Regions from separate parts of the Mus musculus genome. Here regions 2, 3, 4, 5 and 6 are each linked to region 1. Evidence: chromatin contacts called from public Hi-C and promoter capture Hi-C data. All regions are on one chromosome and are shown on one strand. The core of a region is the stretch at or near the end of the contact, and the rest is flanking DNA. Distances in the headings are between cores, read along the strand shown.

What was found. Promoter capture Hi-C pulls out the DNA fragments that hold promoters and counts their contacts. Hi-C and Micro-C count contacts between places; a contact is called where the count stands out from the background.
Region 2: a promoter capture Hi-C map of pre-B cells shows a contact between it and region 1, with 3 times the contacts expected there. The contact joins the promoter of C1ql4 here to the promoter of Eif4b in region 1. A contact is called at or near these places in 1 of 39 promoter capture datasets (pre-B cells) and 1 of 115 datasets of contacts at active chromatin or transcription factors (large pre-B cells).
Region 3: a contact with region 1 is called in a promoter capture Hi-C map of embryonic stem cells, with 2.9 times the contacts expected there. The contact joins the promoter of Prpf40b here to the promoter of Eif4b in region 1. A contact is called at or near these places in 4 of 39 promoter capture datasets (embryonic stem cells, liver and pre-B cells).
Region 4: a contact with region 1 is called in a promoter capture Hi-C map of hippocampal neurons, with 4 times the contacts expected there. The contact joins the promoter of Fmnl3 here to the promoter of Eif4b in region 1. A contact is called at or near these places in 3 of 39 promoter capture datasets (hippocampal neurons, liver and pre-B cells).
Region 5: a promoter capture Hi-C map of liver shows a contact between it and region 1, with 5 times the contacts expected there. The contact joins the promoter of Gpd1 here to the promoter of Eif4b in region 1. A contact is called at or near these places in 2 of 39 promoter capture datasets (both in liver) and 2 of 9 other capture datasets (adipose tissue and liver).
Region 6: a contact with region 1 is called in a Hi-C map of B cells, with 7 read pairs. The contact joins the promoter of Dip2b here to the promoter of Eif4b in region 1. A contact is called at or near these places in 3 of 39 promoter capture datasets (erythroid cells, hippocampal neurons and pre-B cells) and 1 of 484 Hi-C or Micro-C datasets (B cells).

The regions. Positions count from the first base shown.
Region 1 is chr15:102,071,869-102,075,340 of GRCm38.p6, forward strand. Eif4b (eukaryotic translation initiation factor 4B) reads left to right here and starts at 1,905. Exons shown (of 15, transcript NM_145625.3): 1 at 1,905-2,095. The coding sequence starts at 2,083.
Region 2 is chr15:99,085,764-99,089,235 of GRCm38.p6, forward strand. It overlaps C1ql4 (complement component 1, q subcomponent-like 4), which reads right to left and starts at 1,965. Exons shown (of 2, transcript NM_001024702.1): 1 at 1,429-1,965. The coding sequence starts at 1,965.
Region 3 is chr15:99,293,667-99,297,138 of GRCm38.p6, forward strand. It overlaps Prpf40b (pre-mRNA processing factor 40B), which reads left to right and starts at 1,572. Exons shown (of 26, transcript NM_001370635.1): 1 at 1,572-1,762. It also overlaps a transcript of Fam186b not described here.
Region 4 is chr15:99,368,717-99,372,188 of GRCm38.p6, forward strand. Fmnl3 (formin-like 3) reads right to left here and starts at 1,766. Exons shown (of 27, transcript NM_011711.2): 1 at 1,461-1,766. The coding sequence starts at 1,586.
Region 5 is chr15:99,715,852-99,719,323 of GRCm38.p6, forward strand. Gpd1 (glycerol-3-phosphate dehydrogenase 1 (soluble)) reads left to right here and starts at 1,736. Exons shown (of 8, transcript NM_010271.3): 1 at 1,736-1,797; 2 at 2,301-2,478; 3 at 3,283-3,423. The coding sequence starts at 1,757. The region is part of intron 2 of Gm16537 (predicted gene 16537); the gene reads right to left.
Region 6 is chr15:100,037,152-100,040,623 of GRCm38.p6, forward strand. Dip2b (disco interacting protein 2 homolog B) reads left to right here and starts at 1,513. Exons shown (of 38, transcript NM_001159361.2): 1 at 1,513-1,758. The coding sequence starts at 1,659.

The sequences.
Region 1 (3,472 bases), core at 655-3,154:
TTTGGATTAGTGATTTGGCAGTGGGTTGCACACGGCCTTATAAAAGCTTATTTAGCTTTCATTCTAACACCCAGGAGGCAGAGGCAAGTGGATCTCTGGGAATTTAAAGCCAGCCTGGTCTACAGAGTGAGGTCCAGGACAGCCAAAGGTATGAAACAGAGAGACCCTGTCTCTCAAAAAAAAAAAAAAAAGTCTTATTTTGTCCATGTCAGTGTGGCCATGTTTCTCAGCAACTGTTCAGATCTCTCCTCCAGGAAGACGTGTGGCAGCCATATTCTGCATGCATTGCAGTAGACAAAGCCTTCAGGCAAGAAACCCAGCTAGGAAGTTAATACAGTGGTCAGGCTGAAAACCATTGGGGAAAAGCAATAGCAAATTAAAGGAGAGGGACTGGGTAGGTACGGCTATCAAACCTTGACAAATGATCTCGTTGTCTCTTTGTAGCCCAGTCTGATCTTCACTTGTTCTGTAGTCAAAGCTTGCCTTCCACTGATCTTTCTATCTCAATCTACCAAGCACGGTGATTACCACTTTTGTATGTGGTGCTCCATACTGAGCTAAGAAAAGTATTTCTGTCTTCTTGTTTTGTTTTTGTTTGGTTGGCTGGTTTAGGGGTTATTTTGTTTTGTTTAGTTTTGTTTTGAGACAGGGTCTGTGTGTATGTAGCCTTGGCTGACTTGGAACTGGATATGTAGACCAAATTAGCCTCAAACTCTCTATACATAGAGATTTGCCTTTGTCTGCCTTCCAACTGTAGGAATTAGAGATGTGTGCCAGCTGGGCATGGTAATGAATACTGTTAATCCCAGCATTCAGGAGGCAGAGATAGGTGGCTCTCTGAATTTAAAGTCTTGCCTGGTCTACATAATGAGTTCCAGGACAGCCAGTGCTATGTAGAGAGACCCTGTTTCAAAACACCAAATTAAATATAAGTAAATAAATTAATTAAGGGTATGTGCCACCATGCCTGTTTCTGCAAATCATTTTTTAAAGTATATTTATTTTTATTTTATGTGCATTGCTGTTTTGCTGCATGTATGTCTATATGAGGGTGTCAGATCCTTTGGAACTGGAGTTAGAGTTGTGAGCTGCCATGTGGGTGCTAGGAATTCTGGAAGAGTAGTCAGTGCTCTTAACCGCTGAGCCATCTCTCCAACCCCTGTTTTTATTTGTTTGTTTTTTGTTTGTTTTATGGTTTGTATGTTTTAGGGTCATAAAAAAATTTTAGGAGCTGGAATTGTGGCTCAGTGGCTAAGAATGTTCCCTGTTCTTGTAGAGGGGCAGGCCATCTGGAGTTGTACCCAACTGCCTTTTACTCTATTAGCCTACTTACCTGTAATGTTTATCATTTGTAGTATTTTATTCAAGGTAGTTTTAATCCCTTTTTATATCCACAAATGTCTGTTAAACAGTGCCTGGCACGTGGCTGGTGTTCAATAGTTTCACTTTTTGAAATATATATTTTTAAAAAAAATGAAGCATTCGCTGTAAGAAATGTGGCTAGCCACTCGGTGCTGGCCCTTGTCAGTCCATTGGAGGGTTAAATGAGGCAAAAGCCCATGGTTCAAATGTTACCTTCTTAATTGAAACCATTCTACGGAACATTATATTTTCTTTGTCTTTACAAAAAGTGATTTAAAAAGAAACTCAGAATCTTCCCTTCGGAAAAAATCAATTGTGGCACACCCATTCTAGATTCCAAGTCCACTCTGTTCCATAGAATCAGCAAGTGCGACCCCGCCCTTCGCGCCGATCCAGCACCCACAAGTCTGTGCGCCAGGAGACTCCGCCCCGGGCGCAGATCGGACCGGACGGCCGCGCCGGGCCCGACGTAAAGCGAAGGGTTTCGCGACAGCTCAGACTCCACCCCTTCGGCCACATGTCGCGCAGGTCTTCCCGTCGGACGCCGCGCCACCCCCTCGCGCTGCTTTACGAACCCAGCGCGGCGGCGGCGCCCCGCCTTCTGCCTCCGTCCTCGGCTCCCCGCCCCCTCCTGGTTTCACGTCTCCAAGCCCGTCGCGCCCGCTATAATCACGTGACTGCCTCATCCGGGTCCTTTGCGTTCTCTCTCCCTCTCCCAACATGGCGGCCTCAGGTGAGTGAGCGGCCGAGCGTGGCCAAAGACCAGGCTCGGAAACAGCCTCCGGGCTTGGTCCGCTCCTTGCTGGAGGTCGGGGGCAGGAGGCACCGGCTCCTTTCGGACCTGGGGGCAGCGGCAGGCTAGCGGCATGGCCGCTTGAGGTTACCGCCTCGGGATGTCTAGGGGGAGGGGAAGGCCTTCCCCTCCCCCTCACACCCTTTTCACCCCGTTGCGCGAGGTTGGAGTAGGCAGAAATGGTGGACCCTGCCTTCAATTGGAGGAGGCAGCACAGAGAGACGTGCGGGAGGCGCGAGGCTCTCAAAGGCGTGAAGCACCGCGCCCGCGCCAAGGCGCGGGTGGAGGAAGGAGGCGGTTGGCGCGCGGACCGGAACACATTGGGCCGGGTCTCCAAGGCGCGAGGCCGTTGCGGACCCTCGTGGGGGCGGGGGGGTGCAGTTAGAACGCGAGCGCGAGGCTGTGGAGGGGCCGATGAAAGCAGCGGTGCGCGTGCGCGGCACGGGCGACGAGGCGAGGTGGTGGAGAAGGCGCGCCTCAGAAACACGCGCTGCTGGACTCCAGATGGGAAGCCTGGATGGACCTGGCTTTTGCTCGTTTATGACCTTGTACTTTAAGCTTTAGTCGGTTTGGGAGCGTGGCACGGCCGCTGTACTCCCAAGCGAACGCATATTAGGTTTGGCCCCACTATAGTTGGGGGTAGGGAACCCAGGGTGCTCCCACGTGTTAGGTGCTGTAGGGATAGACACCTAGATTTCTCCTGTGCCTTTTTCTTTCCACCTCTTGATTCAACCAACAGTTTTTATTGAGTGCACACTATATGCCAGGCAGAGGTGGGGAAGGAAATCGGGGCGTTGCATTATATAGAACTTCCATTTTTTGGGTAGTTTTAGTGTCAGGATTCAGCTTTTGTCATTTTCCCAGATAACTGGGAAACTTCCAGAAGGTGCTATTAAAATAGTGGCTAGAGGTTCTGCGTGCGTTTGTTTGTTTGGTGGAATGTATATTCCCTGCATTGCAAGTGAGGTTTGTGGAGGTCGTTTCGGGTTTTGTTTTTTTGTTTTGTTTTGTTTTCCAAGTTTTTTGCTTTTTGGGTTTTTTTGGCATTTGCAGTGGACCTGTGAATACCAGAGGGCTTTTAGACACCCAGCATTAGTTTTCGTTTTAGTTTATTTTTTATAGCATAATCTGTTAAAAATACCTTTTGGATTGCTGTGCCTAAACTGTGCGACAAGGTCTCTCATTTAGCTCTTGACTATCTGACCAGGCTTGCCTTGGGGTTGTTGGGATTAAAGGTGTTTAGCAACACGCCTGGCAACATTCAGTGTCTTAACCAGAAGTCCATCTTTTCTAATATTACAAGGAAATCGGGTTCTG
Region 2 (3,472 bases), core at 715-3,214, 3.0 Mb before region 1:
TCATCATTATTCTAATCATTATTTACCATTCCCAGGCCCGCAGTGTTGGCTCCATGGAATACAGAATGGGAGCTTGCACCGCACCACCCCCTCTAAAACCGCCACACTCCACCCTGATTCCTGGCACAGACTGAGTCTACCTACTTGATGCCACGAGAAGGAAGACACCAAGCTCTGCTCACACTCTGGCATTCCACGGTCACAGAGACACTTGGATCCTGTGGACACTCACTCCCTTGCAAACACTATCAACCCCATAAAGACTTGCATAGCCTGGCAACTCCCTTTCCTCACCCTCCGGTGGGAAGGCTTGCTAGGAACAGACCCCGAAACTGAAGCAGAAGGTGGGCTGGGCGGTGTCCTCTTGGGGTCCGAGAGCTTTTCAGCAATCTAGCAGGGCTCAAGGCTTAAGGCTTAAGGGATCCTGAGCAGTAGGCCTGATGCACCAGGGCCCCACCCCTCCCATGGAACATTCAAAGGTCACTGTTCAGTCCAAACCTTCTTCATCCTGCAGAGTACAGGCAGCTCTCTCCACTCAGCCCTATGGCATCTTGCTTGTTCAAATATGTGGGTCTTTGGGGGTGCTATCCCCTCAAATCTTAGGTGGCAATGCTTTTTGACTCCCCACTGGGGCAACACCTAGAGGAATCTGAGAGGTTCCCAGGGTGGGCTTAGGCCCCAAAGACCAGGCCTCCCTTCTTCCTGTCCATTGTCTCCTAGCTTTTCCAAATCCAATCTGGTTTACCCCACCACTTATATAGCCCCTGGAGCCAGAGACCCTTGTCCACATCTGCCTACACAATCAGTATTAACTGGGAGGAAAGCTTGGTCTAGGTTTGGCTCCAGGTCCTGGGGATAAACAAATAAGATCTAGTAGAGAGGCCAGTTAGTGTTTTCTCCCCTCCACCCCCTTTCACTTCTCTTTGAAAATTCAAGCTGAATGACTTCCCCTGGGGGGAGACTGCCACTACCCAAAACAAGAGATCCCATTCCATTCCCTGAAACCAGGTTCTCTAATAGCTTGTTCCATGCCAGGGCCAGGAAACCCACTGACTGGGAAGACCACCCCAATAGAGAGGGCAGCTCAAGGAAGAAAGAAAGAAGAAGCTATGGGCTGGGGAAGGTGCCACGGACATTTGATTTGGCAGGCTACAGTCGGAGGTTGGAGCGTGGAGGTTGGGGCCTTTGAGTCCTGAGTTCTAGCTCTGACCTCAGCCTACTGTCCTGTCAGGTGATTTTCTTTTCCAGACGCCCCCCCCCCCAATTCCTCCTCTTTGACTAAATTGAGTGACATTAGAAGTTTGGTAACCTTGCCAGTCTTGGATACCCTGATAGTGTTTCAGGGGAGAAGCTGGATTGTGAGCTGAGCGCGGGGAGTTTTAGGAAGTCATTAGCAGGATCTGGGGCTAAGTAGAGGGGCAACCTCACCTGTCCGTTCTTCATCAGATCGGCCCACATGCTGGTACCGTCACCGCCTCGCATGAGCACATGGTAAGCGAAGAAATAGACTCCTGGCATGGGGCAGGTGAACTTGCCGCTGGCTGCCTCGTAAGCGTTGCCCACGTTGGTCACCACGTCGTCAAAGCGCAACACTTCATAACCCTCGTGAGGCCGCCTTAGACCCGCGTAGAAGGCAATTCGGGGTACATAGCCGGCAGGGGGCGCTGCCCCTCCAGGGCCTGGGCCAGGAGGACCTGGGGGTCCTGGCCTGCCTGGCTCTCCAGGGGGCCCTCTGGGACCTGGGGGTCCTGGTGGCCCCCGCAGGCCTGCCTTCCCTCGCCGCCCCACCTCTCCCTTGGCACCTGGAGGTAAGGAAGGCACCGAGGCGGGCGCGCCGTCGGGGCCTTGGCCTCGGGATGCGTGGGGGTCACACACCATGCGACAGCGACCTAGCATCTCATAGTGTGTTGGTCCGCGAGAGCTGTGCACCAGTAGCGGGATGGCTACCAGCAGCAGCAGCACCATGGCCACCCCGACGGCTGCGCCCGCCACCCGCTTGCGGCGGCTCAGCCGTGACGCGGCCAGGGCCAGCAAATCCTCCTCACTTTTGGGCGCAATGGTGGCGGGGGCCCGGGGCTCTCCGCGGGCTCGGGCCCCGGTCTGGATCTCCCGACGGCTGTGCCGGACCACCTTGCCGCGGCGAATTCCTTCTGTGACAGCAGTGCTGTTCCCCAAACCGCCTGTCAGGGTGGCGATCTCCCCGTGAGCTGGGCCAAGGACAGCCCTTGAGGGTTCAGAACCTACAGTCTGATATTACCCTCGGGTGCAGTTCTAATGATTCAGGGCGCCTGAAACCTGCAGCTTCTTGGACGGCTGGTTTCTCACAGGTCTAAGATGCCACCTCTCCAGACAGTTGCTTTCTTGCGGACAGCTGTGCCTGGTCCCGGGCTCCCCTCGCTGATTTCTCCCGGCTAGACCGGGGACCTCTCCCCGCTCTCCCGACGTCCCAGGCTCTGAGCTGGCGCGGGAGGTGAGGTGGGGGGCTCTCTCTGGACGCGACCTCGTCAGAGATTTTGCACTCTAGCTCGTGGAAAGCACTACCTGCCTCCTACGGCCGCGGTGGCCGCAGCCCTCATCAGAGCCCTAGCCAGGCGTCCCTCTCCAGCAAGCGCTCTCCCTCTCTGCGTCCCTAACCTTCCTCCCTGGCAGCAGTGCGGGTGGTGTGAGTCGCTGCGCGGCAGGAGCCACTATAAGCGGCCGCAGGCGGAGCGACCCCTGGCGCCCAGAGCGGGAAGCACGGGGGCGGGGCAGGCCGCGCCATCTCCCCCCACCTCTCCGCCGAGCCCCGGGCCTCCAGGTTCCCTGCCTGCTCCCAGGGCTCTGCAGCGATTCTCAGCCCTCACCGTATGTATCCTCACTTTCACCCTGTAGCTGGAGTTTGGTATTCTCAGCGCTTAAAGGAAGATAAACACAGTGATGGGGTAAACAGGGGTCAGGCTACAATATACGTATAAAACCTCAGAGGGGGAATGCAGAGCTAAACAAGGGGCAAGGGGGACTCATATATAACAAACAGAAAACAGAAATAAATAGCAATTCGCCATCACACGTCCCTCGGTGCCCCCAACCAAATACAGAACATGGCAAAGGGCTCAATCGGTACTTGTTGACCAGTCTGGGAAAAGGCAAATCTGTCATTCCCACCCTGGCCTCTATGAATTTGGGGGGGGGGGTGTCTCATAGCACATAGCAGCAGAAGCAGCAGAGAGAAATGAAAGGAGAGAGAGAGAGAGAGAGAGAGAGAGAAACTAGGGAATGAGCAGGAAACGGACAGCCGAGAAATCAGAGACAGAAACAGAGACAGAGAGACAAAGCTTCGAAAAGAGACTGACAGACGGCCCCAGAGCGGGAGAGGGAGAGACAGAGACAGAGAGAGAGAGAAGGGAGCCCAGACAGGTTGACAGATCGAGAGAGAAATGTAAATGGCGCGCTGCAGAGAGACACCCAGGTCCGTGTTCGGACTCCAATGTGA
Region 3 (3,472 bases), core at 322-2,821, 2.8 Mb before region 1:
CTGGTTCCCACATGGGTGCAGTGAGCACACATGTGTCCCCCTCCGCCCCCCGATAAATAAATAAAATAAAAGCAAGAAAACATAAGGGAAAGAAGAGACTTTAGATTTTTTTTTAAGCTCGGTTTTGGTTTTATTTTGTTTTTGTTGTTTTGTTTTGTTTTGTTTTGTTTTGATACAGGGCTTCTTTGGGCTACACATTTCCCTGTGTATTCCTGGCTGTCCTCGAACTTGCTGTATAGACCAAGTTGGCCTCGAACTCAGAGATTTGCCTGCTTCTGCTTTCCAAATGCTCGATTAAAGGGGTACACCCACTACCACCTGACATACATTAGATTTAAAGTGCATCATGGATTTGTTATTTGAGATCACTTCAAGAAAGACAAATTAGATCTCAGGGGAAAGGGTTTCTTCCCCTCATGTCCGGCTTTTCATGACGTCCTGGGACATCATTTTAAAGATCAGGTCTCTCACTAGTCAGAAAACACAATGTAGGCTAGTTCGGCTAGCCGCTGAGCCCCAGGGATCTGTCTGCCTCTACAACTCAGTGCTGGCTTGAAGAATGAATATAAGAACTTTTAATACAACTATTGATAAAGCCAAATTGTCTATAGACATAAAGAGGTGTTTTCCTGAGTCAGGTTCAGAAACCTACAGAAGGAAACAGGCAACGTCTTGGTCTTTACCCCGGCTTTGGAGGGGTAAAGAGGTGCAATGCCTCCAACCAGGGCCAGCTGTACTAGCCCAAGAACTTGAGCATGCATGCCCATTAAGTAGCTTCGAGTTCCCTTATCTACATAACTGAACGTTTATCTCTCACTGTAGATGTTACAGAGGCAGATTCTGAAAGTAACCCAGCGCTAAGCGAGAGGCACGTACGCACTCATTTAGGGGATTTGTCGGCTTTGCCCGACACATACGGCTGCTGGCACAGGAGTTTAATTAATAGTTCTTGAATTAAGAAATTAAAACTAAAGCCGGGCGTGGTAGCGCACGCCTTTAATCCCAGCACTCGGGAGGCAGAGGCAGGCGGATTTCTGAGTTCGAGGCCAGCCTGGTGAGTTCCAGGACAGCCAGGGCTACACAGAGAAACCATGTCTCGAAAAAAACCAACAACAACAAAAAATTAAAACTAAAGAAAATACGCAGGGAAAAGAGCCGCTCTGTGAACCGCTGTAGTGCCCTCTGCGCGGGAGAAATTAATGGCTCGGTCCGGTCTGGGTGGTGGCCGCGGAGTCGCGGGCAAGAAGGGGGCTGTGAGCCGGGAGAGCCACGCCGCCCTGCGCAGCCAGCGCGCGGTCAGTCCCAGGCCCGCCCAGGCGCGCTCCGCCCCCGGGGGTGGGCCCAGGCGCGCCCCGCCCCAGGGGGCGGTCCCAGGATTCTGCGCACGTGGGGGCGGGGCCTGGCGCTCCGGGCCGGGGGCGGAGCCGGGCCGGGCACACCGGGCCGGTTGGGGGCTCCGCTCCTCGGCGAGAGCAACCGGAGCCCCGGCCACGAAGGGGTGCGACCCCCCCACTGGCCCCGCCCTCCCGGCCGAAGCCCGGCCAATCAGAGCTGTTTTTACTGGCGAGTGGGCCGAGCCGGCCCAGCTGCTCTGAGGCTCTGGCATGGTAACGTCCCCGCGCGGGGGTGGAGAGGCCCGGGGCTGTCTCACAGCGCCCCCTGCGGCCCGGGCTCGAGCCGGGGAGGCGGGAGGGCCGCCGGGGCACCCGGGACCCTGAGGGAGGGCGAGGGGACCGAGGGGTGAGGAAAAGAAGCCCTGTAGGTAGGTGGGGGCGGGGAGTGAGGGTAGAAGGGGCGGGGAGGCCATTATGGTGCATGGCGGGGGGCGGGGGGGCGGGTGCGACCGGGGGCTGAGGGGACGGAGAGCCTAGGCGCTGTGTGAGGAGGAGGAAGGGATGAAGTGAACGGTGGGTCTGTGGAGAAAGGTCGGGGGCGAAGGGAGGGCAGGCGATGGAAACCAGTTGCCAATCCTAGGCTATTTGGCGTGGCCCGTGCCCCTCCCCCAGACCCAGGCTTGTGCCTTTTGGAAGCCCCAGGTGCCCCTTTGGACCTTAGGGGACACCCTTCCTTACCCATCCGTTCTCAAAACCTGTCTCCCGAGGTTAGGAGGGACTTCTGAGGAAAGAGATGCTCCTGGTTTCCACCTCAGAACCGGAGTAGTCCAAGAAACGGAGGAGCAGAGGCCCCTGGGTCCCAACCCTGGCTCTGCCTTCAGACAGACTGTGGTAACTCTGTGTGACCTTGGGCAAGTCACTACCTTTCTCTGGGCCTTGAATTTCCCATTGACTTTTAAAAAGGAAAATGGGCAGTATGATAAACGGACTCTCCATCCGTTGCAGAAGGGGGCGGGATTTGAGGAGGGAATTCAGGCGAAGGGGTTCTAGGATGCGTCAAGCAGGAGGATGTTGGAGTGGAGACCTTCAGCTTGACTGGGGAAAATTTCTCGGGATTTACGGATAAGAGATTTAAAGCTTGCAAGGCTGGGTCCTGGCAGGCCTGGGCCTTGGGAATCCCGTTGGAGAAATGGGAGAACTCTATAAATAGAGGAAGTTGAACCCTGGAAGTTCAAAAACGATGAGAACCAGAAGTAACAACATTCTGTTTCTTCGGGAGAGTGAAGAGGTGATGGAGGATCAGAAGCAAAATGTTGTATTCTAGAAAGATCTCTAGGCTCTTTGTGGGGAGCAGAAGAAATGCTAGGGCTTACACACCAGAGTAGAGGCTAGGAAGTAGGTGGGGGAGGGGCTGGACCTATTTGGGCTCTGCAGGTCAGTGGAGACAACAGGGTGCTAGAGCTCAGCTGTTCTTTGCAGCGCTCTGCATTGAACCTAGGGCCTTGTTAATGCCGGCAAGAACTGTAGTGCTGAACTACTCTGCCAACCCCGTTTCTTTTTGATGATGGCTGCCTCTCTTTGAGAAATATGCCTCTTAGCCTTCATTTTCTTACAGTTCCTTTGGTGAATAAGTCAGTCCAGGCCTACCTAGGATCACCTGGTTGTCTCAGAATCTCAGGATTGGGATTAAAAAAAATGAGGCTAAGAAATGTCATCTGTGCCATCCTTCTTTCTGGGAGGCAGCTTTATGGGGTCGGACTGCTTGGATTCCAAACCTGCCTCCGCCGTTTAATCTCTGAGAACTGTAGCCACGAAGTAACCTGTTAGAACCCCAGCTTCTCCATGAAATGGGGATACTTTCTCAGAAGGTTGTGAGGATTAAATGGACATGTGGTGTGACTCTGGCTCATAATATGCACCCAGCAAACATTACTGTTAGCCGTGATCTCTGTTCTCTTCCCTGTCTCTCTATTTTTGTCTTTTTCCCTGTTCTTCTGAGTGCTCAGTTCTGAGCTACCCCTTAGATCTGAAGGCTGAGAATTGATTACATCTTGTATCAGGATGCTTCCATTGGTCTCCCTGAATATATGATGACTAGATGGCCAATAGTCTCAGTATTGACTCTCCCCTGCCCTACA
Region 4 (3,472 bases), core at 516-3,015, 2.7 Mb before region 1:
AGCCCCACCCCCTACACTCCTCCGGAAAACACTCTGACTGGGAAAGTTGTATCACCGCTGAGTCAAGACCACAGACTCCTGGCTTTCTGGTACAGACACATGATCTGATCCACAAAGACCTAGGCAGAGCTTGGAGAGCTTGAGGTGATTTACACAGAACATTGATTCCAGGAGTCCTAACCCAGCCCTGTGCCTTAAACCAGGGACTCTATGGAGGTGGTGCAGATACATCACAGGTGTGCAAGCATACTGATTTTTTTTTTTTCCTCCTTCTTCCTTGGGGCAGCTGAAGGTCATAATTGATCCCCTCCGGGTGTGCCCTGATATTAAGCGCCTGCCAGGGGCCATCCTTTCTTGCTTCCCCTGACACACCTCTGTGGAACATCCTGGACTCTCTCTGAGTCCAAGTTGGTGCCATTGAGATGATGATGTGAGGCTCCCCACATTGCAGAGGCCAGGATCTCTAGACAGCTCCACTGCTGCCAACAGATCTAATCTCCCTCTTCCAAGGCAGATGAAATCCAATAAGGCTGCTAAGTCTACAACTTATCCCTCCTCACGGGCAAAGTCAGTCCTTCAGACCGTACCAACAATACACCAGAATTATTACTATCTCCTAATAGCTCTTTGGGGGAAGAAGTGAAAGCTATTTCCCCAAGTTTTTCAGATTTATCTGTTAGCGTTATGTTCATTTTTTTTTTAAAGCTTCATGTTGAACATGGTCCAGCTTCCTCTCAGTGATACCTGCTACTAACCTCTCTATTCAGAGTCACTCACATCAACGTCCAAGCCCCAGGGCAAAGGAGAATCAGTTCGTCTTTAGAAACCATCCCTTTTGAAACCACAGAAGGACTACAAAGAACCACAAGCAACGGTACACGAACCAGTCACCAAAGTTTAACATGAAACGAGGGAGGATAAAAAACCAGGCGGGATGGTTTGTGTATTGTTTCAATTGGGGGGAAAAAACTGTCTAGTCAAATGGCTTATCCACATGTTCAGCCTAGGCAAATCCACTATAACTTAGCAGGATGCCTGCAGGCGGTCCTGAAATAAGTAGAATGGCATCGCTTCTTATCCCACCCCCCACCCCCATGGGCAGCCAGCCCCTTCTCCAATCCCCCCTTTTCCTCCCCGAAACATCTGGTCTGAACGCGAGACCCGCTCTCATGAAGGAGGAAAAATGCCTGATTTTGGCTGGGGACCCAACAGCTTCCGAAACCGTCCCACCAGCGAGGTCCCGGGAATGGAATTCCGGCAGCGGACCGGGAAGTCTGAGGGAAGTGGGGAGGGAGGAGTCTGGACCTCGGGCAGGTCCCGGGCTTGGGGACCCCTCCTCCCCGACCCCCGACGGGCCGCTCCGAGCTGCCGGCCGGGCCAGGCGTTGACGGGGCTGCGGGGGTGGGCGGGACCCGGCGGGGGCTGTGGGGGCGGCGGGAAGGCAGCAGCGCCGGTCTCACCAGCACTAGGGCGAATCTCTCTTCCAGCTCGCACGGCTCGGGCATCGGCGTCTTGCCGGGCGGCAGCAGCAGCGGGACGGAGGGCGGCTCGCCCGGGCCACCGTCGGTGCTCTCCAGGTTGCCCATCGCGGCGGGGCCTCCTCCGGGCCTCAGCCCTCCACCTCCTCGCCAGGGCCCTCAGCCGCTCCGACCTGGCTCCTCCCTCAGCGCCCGCTCCCCAGGCCCGATTCCTCCGCCCCTCAGGGGGCGCCTCGCAGTCCGGCGGGCGGCGGCGAAGCGCTCGACGCGCTGAAGCGCGCCTTATTCATGCAGGCCACGCCCACCGCCCACCGCCCCGCCCGCGCCTAACTGACAGCCGCGCCTCCCAATCACAGAGCCTCCCGCCCTCGGCGGCCTCGCGCCTGGCTGCGAGCGCGCCCTGGTGGCCCTTGGTGGGCATCCAATCGCTGTGTTTGTTGGAGGATGTAGCCACAGAGCGCGGACTGCAAAGTTAACTGGGAACACTAGGGAGACCACCATCTGTGACTCAGGTCTGTTCATTCCAGCACTGGAGAGGCTGCGGCTGAAGGACTGCTTGATTGGAGACCAGCCTGAGCTACATAGCAAGACTGTCTCAGAAAAAAAGCAACTTATCGTGAGAGCCATGTATATAACCCCGGAGAAGTCACACCACCACCTTCTGAGCTTTTGTCGACTGGAGGGAGAAATTTGCGCTTGAAAGAATGATTGAAATTAGCCGGGCGTGGTGGCGCACGCCTTTAATCCCAGCACTTGGGAGGCAGAGGCAGGTGGATTTCTGAGTTCGAGGCCAGCCTGGTCTACAAAGTGAGTTCCAGGACAGCCAGGACTATACAGAGAAACCCTGTCTCGAAAAACCAAAAAAAAAAAAAAAAAAAAAAAAGAATGATTGAAATTATTCCTGTGAGGGCTGGAGATGGCTCTGCTGTTAAGAGCAATGGCTGTCCCTCTGGAGGACCTGAGTTCCATTCCAAGCAACTACAGAGCTGCTCACAACTGTCTGTAACTCCCATTTCCAAAGGATCCGCGACACCTTCACACGTGTGATACGTAGGAAAAACACCTAGAAAATGCACGTTTTTAAAAAGGTGATTGCTGTGACCTAATGTCCATTTCGGCCTGGCTCACAGAGGATTTTATTATCCAAGGATGGTATCTCTTTTTCTGGAGCCTTACACAGACTTCTCCAGGTCTCAAGTTCCTGTACAATGCAAACAGTAAACCATACAAACAGCATATCAGAGAACAGAGGTTAGACTGTGGAAGTAAATGCCTTGGATTTGGTAGAAAGCGATCTGTTAGGTCCTTCCGCTGCTCACAGCCCTCCAGCTCTGATGGAACCGAAGACTGCTGGCTCACCACTAGACTCTGCTGCACGCCACACTGTGGCAATGCCTGCTTTCTGGAGAGGTCATGCATGCCCTTCCCTGGACTTGGCTTTAGGAAGGATGGGATTCCATCCAAAAGAGACTCGGGAGGGAGATATATTTGACACAGACATCCAGGGAGGGGAAAGGCTTCTTCCTGACAGACAGAGACAGGTGAAAGAGGCATTTAGAATAAGACCTTATCAACTGGTATGAAAATAGGAGAACAACTCTGCTCTGGCTTGTCATTACTAACAAGGTGATGGGCTTCTGTCATTTCTGTCAGCCTTTATCCCTCTTCTTCTGGTGATAGAGAAGTTCTCTTTTAGAGAACCACTAGATTCTGTTTTTGGCTGAAGTGCAGCTGGACTTTGCTCCTATCAAGGAGCAGGACTTGGCCCAAGACTGCCCAATGTTAGAGACTGTAGGACTAGTCAAGGCTGTAAAGGAAGAGTCAGGAAAGAGGCTCTCTGTTCCTGGAGCTTGAGAATTGTTAACCCATAAACCTACAGCTATTCTTGCTTACCTTGCCATCACGTCAAGCCCAACCTGCCTGAGAATGAAGCTAGTACATGGAGAACAGCTGCGAGGGTAACACAGACTCCAGATGACTGGAAACCAGATCCA
Region 5 (3,472 bases), core at 486-2,985, 2.4 Mb before region 1:
AAACAACTAGCTATTGATTGATTTCAGTGATTCTCCCCATCATTAGAGACTGCCTGGCCGCGAGACCATGATAGGCTGCCTCTGTGTAATCCCCGAGCTGAGAAAAAGACATGCTTCCAATCCTGACCTCCTACCCACTTCTCCTCGCCGCTGGTGGCATTGGTGACACTCCCCTCTAACCTAGTGCTGATTACTGTCCCTGGCCAGGGGCAGCCTGGGGGGGTGGGTGGCAACACTCCATTAGTGGTGTGCCAAGCCAGGAGGTCTGCACATGAGCATACAGTGGCGCCTGCCCTGTGGGTCAAGGTGCAGCACTGGAGGGCGAGAAGCCTGCGCTGCGCTTTCCAGAGTGACTTGGAAACCCGAGTTCCTCCTCTTAGTCAAACAGATGTCTGTGGGTGCCATGGAGCCCAAACTGCTGGATATGGGCCTGCCTTTCTCCCCCTCCCCCAAAGCTACACACCCACACCGGCATCAGAGACCACAGAGCTGCGGAGACATGGCTACCCTTGAGTTTTAGAGGCTGCTGCTGTAACTGGCTTCTCTGGCCCTGTCTAGAGACTGTAACCAGCTGTTTAATTTAAGGGTCCCTGTGGGATAAGCAGAGCCTGAGAGAAGAAATTGAAGGGAGATCAGGCTTATCCAGGAGCATGTGCTGGCCACCACCTTCTGCCCTTCCTGAAGCCTGGAAGGAGTGTGGGTGGGCCACGTGTCACCAGTGGCCTTTGACCTTCCTTCCCTTTAGAGACCTTCAAACGGAGATTATCTGAGGTGAAGGGGCAACCTGTGGGTCCCTGACCTGCAAGTAACCAAGATGACCTTGTTATTTTTAGTTTTCCAAGACAGGGTTTCTTTATGTAACCCCCCCCCCCCCACTATCTGGGAACTCACTCTGTAGACCAGGCTGGCCTCAAACACACAGAGATTCACCTACCTCTGCCTCCTGAACGCCAGGATTAAAGGTGTGCACCACTATGTCCATTTTCTCCCGAGATATTTTAATCCTTGGTCGGGGTGGGGGTATACACCAAAGCAGCCCCTTACTGTGTATGTGGTATTGTAGTATTATTCCCTAGAAGGTGCTCACATCCCTTGATCCTCTCACCCAGAGCCCGTGGTGGAGCTACCATCATGGGACATCATGGGAGTGGAACAGCTGAGGATCTGGGGGAGGCACATGCTAGCTAGCGAGAGCGATGAGGCGTTTGCCTTTGAAAACATCGCTGTTGCTGACGCTAGTGCTTTTTTCTCTCTCTCTCTGAAACAGACTAGCCTCGAACTCATCGAGACCCTCTTGCCTCTGCTTCCCAAGCGCTGGGGTTAAAGACATGCACCACCATGCCGAGCCCTGTCAGTTGCAGTTTATTTCAGTGCTGGAGACTGAAGGCATAGCTGGGGGGGGGGGGTGTGATAGCTGGGGGGGGGTGTGATAGCTGGGGGGGGGGGGGTGTTACTGTTTCTTGACCAGACTCAATACCAATACGTAGGTGGAGAACTAAGCCGAGGCCAAACGAGGGAAGAAGCTGGCCAGCACTGTCAGCTGGGAACTCGAGAGGAAAAGCTGGCCTGGCCTCAGCCTCAGTCCTGTTCTCCACCTGTCTGTCCCCTTTACTACCCTTTCTGCAGGCCAGACTCCTAGTCCCTGGGTGCCAGCCTCTGGGCCACCTCAGGGGCGGAGCTTGGCTGCACCCACGTGTGGTGGAGTTAAATACTCGGAGCCCACACCCGCCGGGGCAGAGAAGCAGCAAGCAGCACCATGGCTGGCAAGAAAGTCTGCATTGTCGGCTCTGGCAACTGGTGAGTGGTTCTGTGAAGGGCAGGGGGGGAGGGAAGGGCTCTCCGAGGGCTGAGGGGCTCCGCGGAGGGAGGCTGGGTGAGCAGGAAGCGGGCAGAGGGTAGGAAATGCCCTCAGGAGCCAGCTGGACTCCTGCTGCCGTCTCCAGTGCTTACGGTACACAGGACAGTCTGTGCCCAGCCTCCCGGCTGTGCCCGCCTGGGCGCTGCACCTGTTCACCACAGGAAGGTGAGCAGAGTGCTGTTGCCTTCCCTGCCTGAGAAGCTGCCTGCGCGGTGTAGGGAAGGCTAGCCCACCTCCCCAGCAGCAAAGACTGGATAGATTGAATCTTCTATTGCCAGTTGTGGGAGACACATTCATCATAGGGGACCAGGGTGGGAGTAGGGGGGCGGAGTGACGTGAGAGTGAGAGGCAGGAGGTAAAAAAAAATCCAACAAGCTTTATGAGTTCCTCCCCCTCCTCCCTGTCACCCTAGTCCACTTTCCTGTGTTTCCTCTCCCGCCAGGGGCTCAGCCATTGCCAAGATCGTGGGTAGCAATGCAGGCCGGCTGGCACACTTTGACCCACGGGTGACCATGTGGGTGTTTGAGGAAGACATCGGGGGCAGAAAGCTAACTGAGATCATCAACACTCAGCACGAGAATGTTAAATACCTGCCAGGGCACAAGCTGCCCCCCAATGTGGTGAGCTCCAACTCGATGTGAGAAGAGAGAGAGAGCGAGGCAAGGAAAGGGTATACTCAGTCAACACGCAAAAGTGACTTCGAGGTGCCTCCTTCCCAGAGGAGGGGAGGAGGCCACTGTAGGCGCCCGCTGGCTTGGTGGAGCAGCAGGCGGGGTGCTCTAGGCCTGGAGTACCCCTCCCCCATTAAGCCCCTATATTACTCTTTTGGAATCTTTCTGGAATCTGAATGTACCACCCCTTAGAGGTGCTAGGTGGAAAAGAGGGGTCTCCATGGCAACCAAAGGCTGGTTCTCAGGCTCCCGGACTCGGGGTCCAACTTCTCCTGCCTGCCCTGAACTCTAACCCTGTTACTCATTCACTGGTTATTAGCAGATCTGAAGGCTGATCATTGGACTTTTGGTCTTTGGTCAAATCCATATGGCATTCTCCTCACCTAGAAAGGGGGGACAGAGAGTCCGCAGGGAGACTGGGGCTCCCACTGCCAAGTTCGGGCCCCTAAGACGCAGCAGTGATGAAATCTTAGTTGGCCTCTTCCCCCTGCCAGGCCTAGGCTGCCTTTGGCAGTCTTCACTGACCCATAGCCAAGGGCTAAACGTGTGGCAGCGTGGAGGCAGGCGTGTTCTAGGAAGCTTCAGTGCCCCAGGAGAGCTGGGGACAGGGAACACAGAAGTTCTGATAGTTCCTGTTAAAGTCTCAAAAACCCTCCCTCCCCTAACACTGGCTTGGAGATCTTCTGCAAGGGGGTCCCCTTGGGACTAGGAGAGGTCTACCAGGCACACGAGAGCTTCTGCTCTCCTTCACAGGTGGCCATCCCAGACGTGGTCCAGGCTGCAACAGGCGCTGACATCCTGGTTTTTGTGGTACCCCATCAGTTCATTGGCAAGATCTGTGACCAGCTCAAGGGCCACTTGAAGGCCAATACTATTGGCATATCTCTTATTAAGGTACCAGAGACGCTTTGGCATGTTTGGGGGTGAGGTGCAGCTAACTTTT
Region 6 (3,472 bases), core at 263-2,762, 2.0 Mb before region 1:
GGATCCCCTCAGGCTGTGTGTGCCACCCCCCCCCCCCCCATGCACACAGTGGGGAAAAAAATCATAAATCAGTTGTCTCCCTGTGACAAAATTTCAATACTAAACACAAAAGTTACAATGTAAAATAAAGATCTTAATAGTTTTTGGTAAGAATACAGGAATGTAAAATTTGAAATGTAAATAAAGAAAATAATAATAATAAAAGAGGGGAAAAAGAATACAGGGATTTTTTTTTTTTGGCCTTCCTTATATATACTAAACTAGAATGAGTACTTTTGGACTACATATAGGTTACATACTGAGGTGGCTAAAAAAAAAAAAAAAAAAGCTATCCCCAACTCCCCATCAAGCTAGGGCACGTCTTTGATTCCAACACTCAGCAAGGAGGCAGATGAAAGTGGATCTTTGTCCTTTGTCGGTTGAGTAGAGAGTTCCAGGTCAGGCAAGACTGCATAAAGAGATGTCTTTCTTTCTTTCTTTCTTTCTTCTTCTTCTTCTTCTTCTTCTTCTTCTTCTTCTTCTTCTTCTTCTTCTTCTTCTTCTTCTTCTTCTTCTTCTTCTTCCTCCTCCTCCTCCTCCTCCTCCTCCTCCTCTTCTTCCCCTTCCCCTTCCTCTTCCCCTTCCTCTTCCTCTTCCTCTTCCTCTCCTCCCCCTCCCCTCTCCGTTCCTCGCTCCTCCAGACAGGGTCTTAACTGTGTAGCCCTGGCTGAATAGGAATTCACTATGTAGACCAGGCTGGCCTCAAACTCAGAGATTAGCCTGCTTCTGCCTCTTGTGTGCTGGGATAAAAGGCGTGCACCATTATACCGAATGCGGTGTATGTAGCCGTGTGTGTAGAGGTCTGCAGAGGTCCTCAAGCTGGCATTAGACGCCCAGTGCTGAGAACTGAGCTTAGGCCTTCTGCAGAAGCAGCCAGCGATTGTAACAATGAAACCATGTCCCCAACCCCTATTCCCACAGAAGTTCTTTTTATAAGTCTTTAGGAGTCAAGGCAAGATGAAGCAAGTTCGACTGTGATCTTTTTTCTTGTGTTTTGAGACAGGTCTCATGTAGCCCAGGCTGGCTCTCACTGAGGAGAGAATGACCTTGAACTTCAGATCCTCCGGTTTCCACCTCCTGAGTGCTGGGATTACAAGAAGCACCGAAAAAGAAATCAAAGAGTTGTTGGCAGGCATAATCCAGAATCTGGGGTAGATGAAGGATGTGGCCTGTAGGCAGGTCCATCAGGGAAAATGGGGGAAAAGACATGACAGATGCATGCTCTCCCGAGTGAGAGGGACTGGAAGAAGTAAGGGCAACGTCCCGGAGTCCTCTTGCTTGAGAGTTTGTGGAAGGTAGGCGTCATATGCAGCAGGTGCCGCATCTTCCCAAGGAGAGCAGAGCAGGCGACGGCAGCCTGCGCTCTCCAAGATCCGCGGTAGAGGGCGCTGTAGCCACGCCCGTCCTGCGTCTCCGGGGCGGGACGAGCTCCAGGCCGGGGGGCGGGGCCGCACGCTCACGTGACCCTCGCTCATGGCGGCGGCGGCGGCGGCGGCAGCGGCAGCGCCGGCGGCTCTCGGCGGCTGGAGCCGGATCCTGTAGCCGGGGTGTGGGCCCGCGTCAGTCCGTCCCTCCTTCGGCCCCCTCTCGTCTTCCGGAGTGTGGCTGGCGCAGCCGCGATGGCGGAGCGAGGCCTGGAGCCGTCGCCGGCCGCGGTGGCCGCGCTGCCCCCCGAGGTGCGGGCGCAGCTGGCTGAGCTGGAGCTGGAGCTGTCTGAGGGTAGGCGAGCGCGCGGCGGGCCGGGCGAGCGGGCGAGCGGGCGGCGGCCTGTGGGCGGCTGGGCTGGCGGGGCTCGCCGCTCCCCACCCGCGAAGCGCGGCTGGGCTTTCATTGTTGTCCCTGGGGGGCCCCGCAGGACCCGGGGACGGGTCAGCTGGAGACAAAGCTGCGCCCTCCGGCTGACACCTTGCCCCTCTGCTGCCTTGCTCCCGAAGGGCCGCTCGCCTGTCCCCTCGCTCCGGCTTCAGAACGAGGCGCAGGGGGACGCCGCAGCTGCACGTCTTCCTGCTTCTCTAACAATGCGAGGTGCCTCACCAGTGACAGGCGTGAGAAAGGAGCGGGGGAGCCATTGAGGGTCCGAGGGAGGTCGGAAGCGGTGGCGCTAACCCAGAGACCCCCCGATCCGCTGCCTCTAGACCGCCTCTGTCCTTGGGAGCAGCAGGCTTTTCTTGCCACCTGCATTCAGTCTAGGTTTTCCTATCTGGTCACCTTTTGGAGTCTTTGTAGAGGTGGCTACCGGGTACATGCAAATCCTGGCCGGCACCCTCTTTCTTTTGACAATGGATTGGTACAGGGAGGGTTGGGTTTGTGTAGATAATTTCAAACATGGACTAAATCTGGGCTCTGTTACAAGAGAAGTGCCTTGGATAACAATGAGGACCTCAATGCCGGCTGTGGGCATGTGGTCAGGCGAATGTGCTGTGGAGATCAGCTTCTCTGTAAAGTTCCTGTTTTTATCGCAGGCGGCCTCTGAACAAAAGCAGCATTTTCTCCGCGCTTGGTTTCCGTACACTTCGCTGATGTCTCCAGAGTTGCATATTGTTGAATTCCTTGCCAAAGACCCTCCCCAGTATTTTTCAAGTTCACTAAAAACTGTTGATTGGAAAAGAGTAAGGAATGTGATCAAGTTCCCAGGAGCGTTCTAGTTCCGACTTTTTGTTAACTTGTCACGACACTGGGCTTTTTCAAACCTTTTTGAGAATCACTTATAGTGAAAAGCCAGAAGTGCGTTTGAGTGTCACAGATCTTACTCGATTGAAGGAAATAATTAATTTTAATAACCCTTTAAGGCTTTCCCAATGTGTAGGGTGGTGATCTTTTCACCTGCATGCAATTATCAACATATTACTTTTCAATTAATCAGTGGGGAAGCGTTTAGGAAGATAGGAAACCTTTGGGTTGCTTGCCCGGTGATACCTTTGGTTACAATATTTACCAGATTTAAAAAAAAAAAAACATTTGAAGTAGTTTATTAAAATATATTTCCCTTAAGGTTTTGTTTTTTTCTTGTCATCTTCTTGTGAAAGTGTTGCCACCGAGTGTGACGAATTCCATTCAGATCTTTTAAAACAGTTCTGTATTTACTTTCAGTAACAAATCAGCTATAGCTTTCATTAGCCAGAATGGGAGGTTTCCCTGGATGTTTGCATGAGGGGGAGATTAAAAATAGGACCTGATTGCTTTCACCGGGAAAGGGAAATCCTGGGTGCTCCCCTTGGTATGGATCTGCTCCACACGATTATTGTTTACAGCTCTTGGTGTTTCTAGACATCTTTGGAAGGCTCTTTCTAGGTTCCACTACTGACTAGCTCACCCTACTCCCTGAAAAGGTGTGAAAGTCTTAGAAACTGGGAATGCCAGGGTTTAAATGTTTTGTTTTTTTTTAAGGACCAGTGAATTGGTTATTCTTCCACGCAGGATACTTTGATTGGCA